2 separate regions of the Sus scrofa genome follow, and region 2 is linked to region 1. Evidence: chromatin contacts called from public HiChIP or PLAC-seq data. All regions are on one chromosome and are shown on one strand. The core of a region is the stretch at or near the end of the contact, and the rest is flanking DNA. Distances in the headings are between cores, read along the strand shown.

Evidence for each region. HiChIP or PLAC-seq counts read pairs in DNA pulled down with a chosen protein or histone mark.
Region 2: a contact with region 1 is called in an H3K27ac HiChIP or PLAC-seq map of skeletal muscle. The contact joins the promoter of TRA2B here to the promoter of IGF2BP2 in region 1. A contact is called at or near these places in 2 of 5 promoter capture datasets (fetal liver and fetal skeletal muscle), 6 of 47 Hi-C or Micro-C datasets (adipocytes, embryonic fibroblasts, epiblast stem cells and 3 more) and 1 of 2 datasets of contacts at active chromatin or transcription factors (skeletal muscle).

Annotation. Positions count from the first base shown.
Region 1 is chr13:123,647,210-123,652,004 of Sscrofa11.1, reverse strand. It overlaps IGF2BP2 (insulin-like growth factor 2 mRNA-binding protein 2), which reads left to right and starts at 1,955. Exons shown (of 15, transcript XM_021069998.1): 1 at 1,955-2,230; 2 at 3,796-3,856. The coding sequence starts at 2,053.
Region 2 is chr13:123,778,646-123,783,440 of Sscrofa11.1, reverse strand. It overlaps TRA2B (transformer 2 beta homolog), which reads left to right and starts at 2,690. Exons shown (of 9, transcript NM_001077221.1): 1 at 2,690-2,725. The coding sequence starts at 2,690.

The DNA of each region.
Region 1 (4,795 bases), core at 706-3,205:
AACCAAGAGTTGGTTGCTTTATGCTCTATGGATCAAGAAACATAGGCTTAAAGATAGGGGAACACAGCTGAGATCTGAATCCTAAGCTGAAAGGCCTTTCACTGGCCAGTTTTCTAAACAAGAATCACCTGGGCGTAGTTAAGGGAAAATACAAAATCCAGGCTCACAGGGTCTGTCTTCCCCAAAGGAAGGGGTCTGGGAACGTCAATTTTTTTTTAAGAAGCTATGCTCCTTCGACCCACCTAGTCAAAGGGAGAGCTTGAGAAAGACAGTACTTCACGACCTCGCCAGACTAGAACCTGTTCCAATCCTACAGTGTGGCTACATCACCCAGAGGCCCCCAGCGCCCTCAAAAAAAAAAAAAAAAAAAAAAAAAAAAAAAAAAAAAGAAAGAAAAAAAAATTGAAATAAAAATAAAAATCCACATTTCTCCGGTCAAAGCATCATTTCGTCTAAGGCCCCCAGAAGTCCAGATCTTGGAATCATCTTCTGTCCTTTCCCCTATGAATCCTACCAATTTTTTTTTCTTTCCTGTAGAATTTCATTTCCTGGCTAGGACCAGGCTCTAACCATCAGACTTCCACCCGGGCCCCGGAACTCGCAACCGGCCTCTAGCCTGTCTGGCTCCTACCCTAGCCCCTCGGCTCGGGCTGCTCTCATCCCAACCCTGCCTCTTCCGTCGGTCACGTTGTTTCCTCCGCTTGGAAGGACCTCTTTCCTCTCCGGGCCCTTCCCAATGCTCGGGGAACTCCTACACCGCCGAAGCTCCTCCGCTTCCAGCCACCCTTGCTTCCCACCACCCCGGCTGGGGGGACTGAACCCGGCCTCGCAGCCTAACAGAGAGAGTCGGTCCTTCGGCTGCAGCCCCTGCTCCCTCCCCGCCACCTGGCTTCGCAGCGGCGGCTCGGGAAGCCCTCGGCACTTCCCAGAATAGAGAGCAGCTGCCAACGTCAGGCTGCCGCCGGCCGCGGGATTCCGGACGCACGGGATGCGGGCGGAGGGGACGTGGCCCCACTCCGGCCTTCTGTCTCCCCTCGCGGGCTGGGAAACTGAGGCCCAGGACCGGAACAATTTCCCCGGGGTGCAAGGTCCGTGAGGGCCCGGCCAGTCCCGGGCCCCAAACCTCCCAACTCTCGTCCGCGCTCCCTCGACCACACGCGCCGCCGGGTCGCCCCGAAGAGCGGGGCGGGGAGCGGGTCTCCGAGCAAGCGCTCCGCCCGGGAACGCGCAGGGCGCAGGACTCGGCCAACTCGTCGCGAAAGTTGTGGTCTCCCCGCCTGCCCTCGCTTCTCACCTCTGAGACACACCTTCCCGCCGGCCCGGCAGCCGCGCCCTCACATCCGGTCCACCTTGCGCACACCCCTTTCCACGCTCTCGCACAGCCCCTCGCCCTCCCACGCCTGCGGCTCCCAGCCGCTCCCCCTCACGCACTCCCACCCGCGCCCGGGGCGCGCCTTCCCCGCCCCGCCGCTCTCCCGGCCTCCGCGCCGCGCCCGCCCGAGGTTCTGGCGCCCGGGAGCCCCAGCCCCGGGCCGCGACCCGCTTCCGCCTGCCCGGCGCGGGGCTGAAGCCTGGGTAGCCGCGCGGAGCGCTAGGAGCGCGGGGGGCGCGAGGCGAGGGGCGCAGCGGCGCGGGGCGGGGAGGGGGCGCTCGCTCGCTCACTCTCGGCTGCGCACACGCCCGTACAAACTCTCACACAGACACACGCGGGGTGCGCTGCCGCCGCCCGCCGCTGCTCCTCCTCCCGCCACCGCCTTGAGAGGGAGAGAGAGGGAGGCAGAGAGAGCGCTTTGTCCGCGCGCCGCCGCCCGGCCCGGGACTCTGCCCCGAGGAGGCAGCCGCGCCGAGTCCCCGCCTCCGCCTCTGCCCCCGGGCGGGCCGGGCCGGCCGCGGTGGGGGAGCCAGGCTGAGGGTGAGGGTGGGGGTGGGTGGCGGGCGGGCGGAGGGCGGGGAGGGGGGCGGAGGAGGAGGAGGGGAGACGAGGGCAGCGGAGGAGGCGAGGAGCGCCGGGTACCGGGCCGGGGGAGCCGCGGGCTCTCGGAGAAGAGACGGATGATGAACAAGCTTTACATCGGGAACCTGAGTCCCGCCGTCACCGCCGACGACCTCCGGCAGCTCTTCGGGGACAGGAAGCTGCCCCTGGCGGGACAGGTCTTGCTCAAGTCCGGCTACGCCTTCGTGGACTACCCCGACCAGAACTGGGCCATCCGCGCCATCGAGACCCTCTCGGGTGAGCAGTCGGCTCTGTCCCCCTCCCCCCCTTCGCCCTGCTCAGGCCAGGACGGCGTCCGGAGGGAGGCCGAGCCCTGCGGGCGGCGCCCGGCGGGGGCTCCAGCGCCGGCACGTTCACTTCCACGCACCAGACCTTCAACTCTCACCGCCGGCCCGCTCCTGGGACGGCCCGCTCCCCTCCCCCCCTAGTTCGGGATTCACCCTTTGCCCTCCCAGCCTCAGTCCTGGGGGTACCCCCGTGCTGCCTCGAGGGTCCTCGAGGCTCGCTCGCTCTCTGGGGGCACCCCTCGTTCCTCTGGCTCCCCAAGCTCTCTCCAGAGTTCCCCCGCCCCCATCCTTAGAGAGCCCCCGTCCCCTCTTTTTCCCTGACCTTCTCGTCACCCCTTTTGTGAGGGACCCCCCCCCCAATTCCTGCATCTCCTGTCCCTTGACCAGACCTTACCCCTTCCCGTGCCTCGTGCCCAGGACCTCTCGCCCTCTGGCGTTCCCTGAACCGCACTCTCCTTTCGAGCCCCCTCCCCAGCTCGCCCCGCAGTCCCCCACTTTGGGCACCCCCTCGGCCCCACACAGATGATCCCCTCTTAGGTTTCGGGGCTCCCCCAACCCCAGCCCCTGTACGACGGCACATCTCTCTCGGTCCTCTCCCGAACCTCAGTCCCCTCTCGCTCGTCTCTCAAGCGCTCCTATTTTTCTCTGAATTTTTTGTCCGATTTTATTGAGAAGAATTCGGAGCTGGGGGCTTTCCGCCGCCTGTCCCCCCGCCTCCCGCTCGGCCAGAAGCACCTTTTTACGAGGTGCCCTGTCTCAACTCGGTGGGGGCCCGGGCTGAGAACCGAGAAAGAGGCGACCGGGGGGCCCGCGAGAGCGCTGGAGCCCAGACGGGAGACGGAGAGCGACACACACACACTCGCGCGCGCGCGCACTCACCAACTCTCCCTCTCGCACACGCACCGCTCGGAGCCGCGCTCGCCCCCAGGCCACGAGCCTGCGCCCCCGGAACCCCAGCCGGGCCGGAGCCCCTTCCCCACCGGCGCGCCGAGTGGGGGCGGGGCGGCGGCAAGGCCAAGGTGACCAGAAGCCGGCTGGGACCCGGCTCTCGCGGAAGCGGACCTCGGGGGGCTTCGGCGCGTCTCTCCCGGGCCACCGGGAGGAGAGGGCTGGGAGGGGAGCACAGCGGAGCCTTCGGGGCCCGGGTTAGCGGAATGGAGAGGTGGGGGCCAGGAGAGGAGTGGGGCCGCGCCAGCCCTGCAGCTTGAGTTTCAAATGAGCTCATCCTTTTAAATTGGCGCCGCTCTTTATTAAATTTGTTTTTCCGGTAATGCCACCCACAGCTCTACCTGGGGTCGAGAGCCGGGCTCGCACCCTTCCCACCTCGTCCCAAGACACAGGGCGCCCACCTTTCTTCCCACTGGGAACCAAGTTTGCCCAGCTCGAGCCGGGTAGGAGACCCCTTGAGGGCGCCCGAAGGCGGAGCCGGAGCATGGAGTTCTGTGCGTGCTCCTCCTAGACCCCCGCGGGTTTGATCGCAGGAAGGTTCTGAGTGCTTTAATTTCTGTTTTAAAGGTAAAGTGGAATTGCATGGGAAAATCATGGAAGTTGATTACTCAGTCTCTAAAAAGCTCAGGTAAATATATTTTGCTTAGTTATTTTGTGATTAGTCTTCCGTATAAAATAAAAATACACTCAGTTTTTCAAAATATGCTTTTATAGTTTTAAAAAAGGCTTTTGTTTGTTTTGTTAGTGGAGATAAAATAGTTTAGAAAGTTACATTTTTACTTTCATTATATAAGGTGTTTACTGTACTTGGAAAATATCTGGTGCCTTATTGGGGGGTGGGGGATGGCTAACACTAGCTGTGTTAAATTCGCTGGGACCGTTTGACTTGTTTATGAAAACTTGCCTCCCACCCCCCCTCCCGCCCCTACCCCCAGCACAATGGCAACAAATGCTTGTCAAGACTTCCTGTGAGATGTTAAGAGTAAATATTTACTGTGTCAGCTAAATTGCTTAACTAAACTTTGCGATTAATTAGTTTTCTCTTTTAGATAGCATAATGTTGAATAATAAAATAATTCAGTAAGGGGTCGATACTTTGCATAGCACTTTAAACTAGTAGGTTGTTTGGATTGGATGGCAGTTAAAAGCCAGCTCTTTTTAGTCACTGAGACTACTGAATATTGCTTCTGAGCGTGTTGTTGTTGTTGTTGCTTTTAAGTTAGGTTTGAGCCTAAACAAATATCACTGTGAAATCTATAATTATATTTAAGTGCACTGTTGTTAATGAAGGAGTAAAAAGTTTTGTGGAGGTTGGATTTCCCCAGTGATTTGCTTACATGAGAATGTCTATGAGGAGAGAATGAGGGAGAACATCTTTGTTTTAAAGCTTATTGTGGACTTTAAATTTGGGCCCTTTATTACTCACTCTAGATTTTTTTTTTTTTCTCCTATGTGTCGTAACTTAGTTTATATCCGATTCACATACATTTCTTCACCATTAGTCATTAAGTAGCTGAATTGGAGACTCTGAAGTGAAGACTTTGACTTACCACCTTTACAATTTGGG
Region 2 (4,795 bases), core at 1,441-3,940, 130 kb before region 1:
TTGATCCCCAGCTCTATGCAGTGGGTTAAAGGATCCAGTATTGCTGTAGATGCATAGGTTGCAGCTGTGGCTTGGATTCAGTCCCTGGCCTAGGAATTTCCATATGCTAAGAGTGTGGCCATTAAAAAAATAGGGAATAGAATTGATGAGATATGTTAACTAACTAAATGAGGGAAAGAGAAGAAATTTTAGCAGAATGGTTCAGAAGGCAAAGGAATAACAGATACTTAAAATGATTATTTTAATTTTGGAAGTTAATTTTTATAAAAATCTGAAGTATCCAGGTAAACATTCCAGTGAGCAACTAGAATTTAAGCATAGAACTGGAGGAGGGGGAGTGTTCAAACTATAAATACAGATTTGGAAACCATAATCATACAGGTCCCTGACTAAAACCATGAAAGCAGATGAGGCTGGAGAGTATATAAAAAGAGAGGATAGTTGTCACCTTGAGTCATCACCAAATCTCTGGGCCTCAAGTACTGACGCTGTTCCAGGTGACTATTTTAAACCAAGTAAGAATCAAATTGCCAATTCTTATAACTCAGTAATAAAAACAGTAACAATAGGCAAGGTATCTGGATAGAATTTCCCTAAAGATCTATAAATGGCCAATAAGCACATGAAAAGATGTTCAACATCATTATTAGGAATAAGCAAAGCAAAACCACAATGGCATACCACTTCACATTCACTAGGGTGGCTATAATTAAATGGCAGTTCCTCAAAAAGTTAAACACAGAGTTACCATACAACCCAGCAATTCCATTACTAGGTATTTTCCCAGAAGAGTTGGAAACAAACCTTCAGACAAAAACTTGTACATGAATGTTCATAGCATCATTATTCATAACAGCTAAAAAGCAGAAACCACCCAAAAGTCTACCAACTGATGAACAGATAAATGTGATACATCTATACAATGGAATAAAATACAAAAAGAAATGAAATACTACAAAAATGAATGAAATCAGCCATACGAAAAGGAATGAAGCACTGATACATGCTACTGCATGGATGAACATTGAAAACTTTACCCTAAGTTAAAGAAAACAGTTACAAAGGACTTCATATTACACATATGATTCCATTGATAGGAAATGTCCATAAAAGGGAAAACTTTAGACAAAGTACAGTTTTACATTCCTTAGAGCTGGGAGGGTTATGGGTGGGGGGAGGAGGGGGAGAGGAGGTTGGGGAGAAGATAAACAATATCTATTAATGACAGGATTCTTATGCAGGGTGATGGAAATGTTTTAATATTGTGATGGTATGGAGTTCCTGTTGTGGCTCAGTGGTTAACGAACCCAACTAGTATCCATGAGGATGCCAGTTTGATCCCCAGCCTTGCTCAGTGGGTTAAGGATCCTGCATTGCTGCGAGTTGTGGTGTAGGTTGCAGACACAGCTCAGATCTGGCTGTGGCTGTCCATAGCCTGGGAACTTCCATATGCTGCGGGTGTGGCCCTTAAAAAAAATACAATAAAATTGTGATGGTTGCAATTCTATAAATATAAAAACCGCTTGAATTGTACATTTTATTTTTTTGGCTGTGCCTGTGGCATGCAGAACTTCCCTGGCCAGGGATTGAACACTCACCACAGCAGCTACCCAAGCTACTGCAGTGACCCCACCAGATCTTTAACCCACTGCCCCACAGAAGAACTCCAATTTGTATACTTTAAATGGGAGTATTGCATGGTATGTGAATTATATCTCAAGAGAACTGTTTTTAAAAATCAAGTGGCCCTTTACAGATATCGAAGTACCTCACCAGCCAAGTACCACACTTTTTTAAGGAGGACAACAGGGACAGAGGGATGGCTGAACGTCCAAGTTTGGACTCTTCCCACTATATCATGCTGTTGAGATTTGGCATAATTAAACTCCTTGTGACACCACTATAGTTATACATTTCTCTAATGTTTGAAATCATAGTTTGCAAATCTGTGTTTAACAGTTCTCCCTAATTACACCACTAACCCCTTTAGGTTAGAGACTGTGCCTGGTTTCAGTGCATCAAGATCTGGTAGAGTACTTGCTACTTAACAGATGCTCAAATGAAGGTTTTTCAGGCAGGAAAGACCCACAACTGAAGTTATATATATAAGAGCAAAGCAAAGCATGGAACCTACCATAGGGCTATCCGCCCTCTCCAATCACAGGAAAACACAAAAATGAGGAATAAAGTGAAAGAAAGGAAATAAAGACGGGCGAAATGTTGGGCATCTCCTCCCTTCCCCACCCTCCACGACGGCTGGAAAGTTCCAGAAGGGAGTCAGGCGTGTCCGATGACGTCACTACGGCCCTTGGAGACCACCACTGAGGACAACTCGCGCTCTCACTTTCCCGCCTCTAAGAAACCCCGAGTTGGGAGTTAGCGCGGTTTGAGGGGCGGGGTTACGTCACGTCCGGTTCGGGACGCGCCACTGCTGTAAAGGGAAAGTCGAGCGCAGAGGGGCGGGGCCAAGAAAGCGCGCCTTCTGGGAGGGGGTGGGGCCGGGTTAAAGAGCGCCGCGTCACGTCCGGAAGACTTAGAGCCCGTGCGGAGGCGGTGCGGAGCGTTTCGGTCCTCAGCGGCTGGGGAACCACTGCGTGGTGTGAGGCTGCGGCGGAGCCTCTAGATAGAAGGCGCGAGAGGGTGGCAGCTTCGCTTGAAGCACGTCGAGCGACGACAGCAGCCAGGAGTCATGAGCGACAGCGGCGAGCAGAACTACGGCGAGCGGGTACGTAGCAGTGGTGAAGGGGGCGGCTGCGTGGTCCCAGCTTCTTGCATCTTTTCCAGGCCCGTCGGCCTCGGGCCGGGTGATGGGGGAGCGATTTCGGTTCCGAAAACTGAGACCAGGAGAGAGGGGAGTCAGGGTTTGAAAAGCCCTCCTAGGTAGTGTCTTAACCGTGAGGGAGACTGCCGGCATGTTTAGGTGGCTTGGTACCCGAAACGGCGGTTTTTTCCGTTATGAGGTGGTGGTGGGGGGGATTAAAAATGGCCGCTGCGTCCCCTCGGTGGTGGGGGAGGGGAGCAGTATCTCGTTTCGCCGTTGGTCTCCTGCGAAGCCTCGCCGCAGCCATCTTGGGCTGGCGGGCCGGGCGCGCTGCCAGAAGCACAAAATGGCGGAGGAGCCGCGCGTCAACGCGGGCCCGACCGGCGGAGGGGCCCACACCTCACAGGGTCGCGGGGGCTTCGGGAGGGAAAGAAGCGACGTTCTGTGGGGTCTTTCGCTCGTTAGGGTAAGACAAGGTCGAATTCTGAGCCCCGAATGTATGAAATTCTAGAGTGTTCTTGGGGCCTCTTTTCAGGTGGGGGAACTAGGAGAAGTCCTGGGCCCGTTAGTTTGAGGAGATTACGCGCGGGCTTTGTGTTCGGCCTAAATGCAGTGTTTTTCTTTGATGTCGAAGAGGGTCTCAAACCCTAGATCGTTGCGGTGTCCAAGTAGACCACAAGGTCGCTGATATTTTCTTGTTTTATAGAGGTCCCCCCCCCCCCACGGGATGGTGGAGAAATTGGCGGGTAACAATTTATGGCGCCGTTGTTTCCTTTGTTTTGAGGCATTCTTGTTATGTGAACTACAGCTTGTTTTGGTGCGCTTTTAAGTTTTCACTTAAAAATGTAGAGTTCCGTGAGGGTTGGATCAAGTGCAGAAATAAGACAGTTCCTGGGCTTAAAAAGCATGATGTAAAGCTTGGTTTTGGGTCCTTGAGTACAAATGTGTAAAGATGTAAGACTTGGCAGAATCTTGCCTACTTGGAGCTTGAGATTTGTTGGAAGGGTAATGAACACCATAGAACTTGATTTTTTTTTTTTTTTTTTTTTTAAACCTTGATGGGATTAGGTTAGATGTTACGTAATTTTCCGGTAAAATCTATTCAAATATCTGGTAAATCTATTCAAAAATCTTCCACAAAGGAATGAGAAAGATTTTAGGTGGTTCATTAGAAGGGTATTGTTGGGGAAAAAAAAAACTTATTTTAGCTCTTAGAATCTTAGTGGATTTACCGTGTAACTTCTGGATTCAAATCTGATTAATTTGGCTTGAACTAATCAGGCCCCATCTTTAGCTATGCAGATGAATTTTGGCTTTATATATTTTTCCCTAAGACGTTTGATTTTTCACTGTCATCAGTGTTTGTCTGATTATTTAAGCTTTTTTGTAGAGAGAAAGCTTGGATCCAGTTCACAAGTTGTTGAAGCTGTGGCTTATGGTTTCTGCCAGTTGGGAATACTATCGAAATTAGGCGTCTGGACTGAAAAGGAAATGCTTTTTTAGTCTTTAGCTATTAAAACAATGGGTATTTTTGTTTTGAGAATACAAAATGACTAGCCTCTAATGACTGATTAGAGGAGCTCTCAGGTGAATAAACCTAAGTTGCTTGTGAAGATGAAAAAATTCCTGAATGGAAAGTTAGTGCATTTTACTTAAGGGAGGGAACCAATTACAGGAATTAGGTCCTTGGTTTGAGACCGCTCGAGAGACATAGTCCTCACGCACTAAACAAGTTTTTGAGTTGGTATGTTCTTTGTTAGGAGAAAAAATTTACGTTCTAGTGTCTCACAATTCTGTTACCTAGAATGGCAACTTACTAAATTCTTATGAAAAGAGTGTTATAAAATAACTTAAAGTTACTGTCAGAAATTGATATTTTGTCTTAAATAAGTTTTGACTTTCTGGAAGAGATTTCTGAACTTTGAAGTTGTGGAACACTTCCATGTTTTGTTTGGCATTTGTTTTGTCTGTAAATTGCTTTCCAGTTGGTGTATTGAAACTTGAAGTGGTCAGAATAGACCTAAAACAAACGGT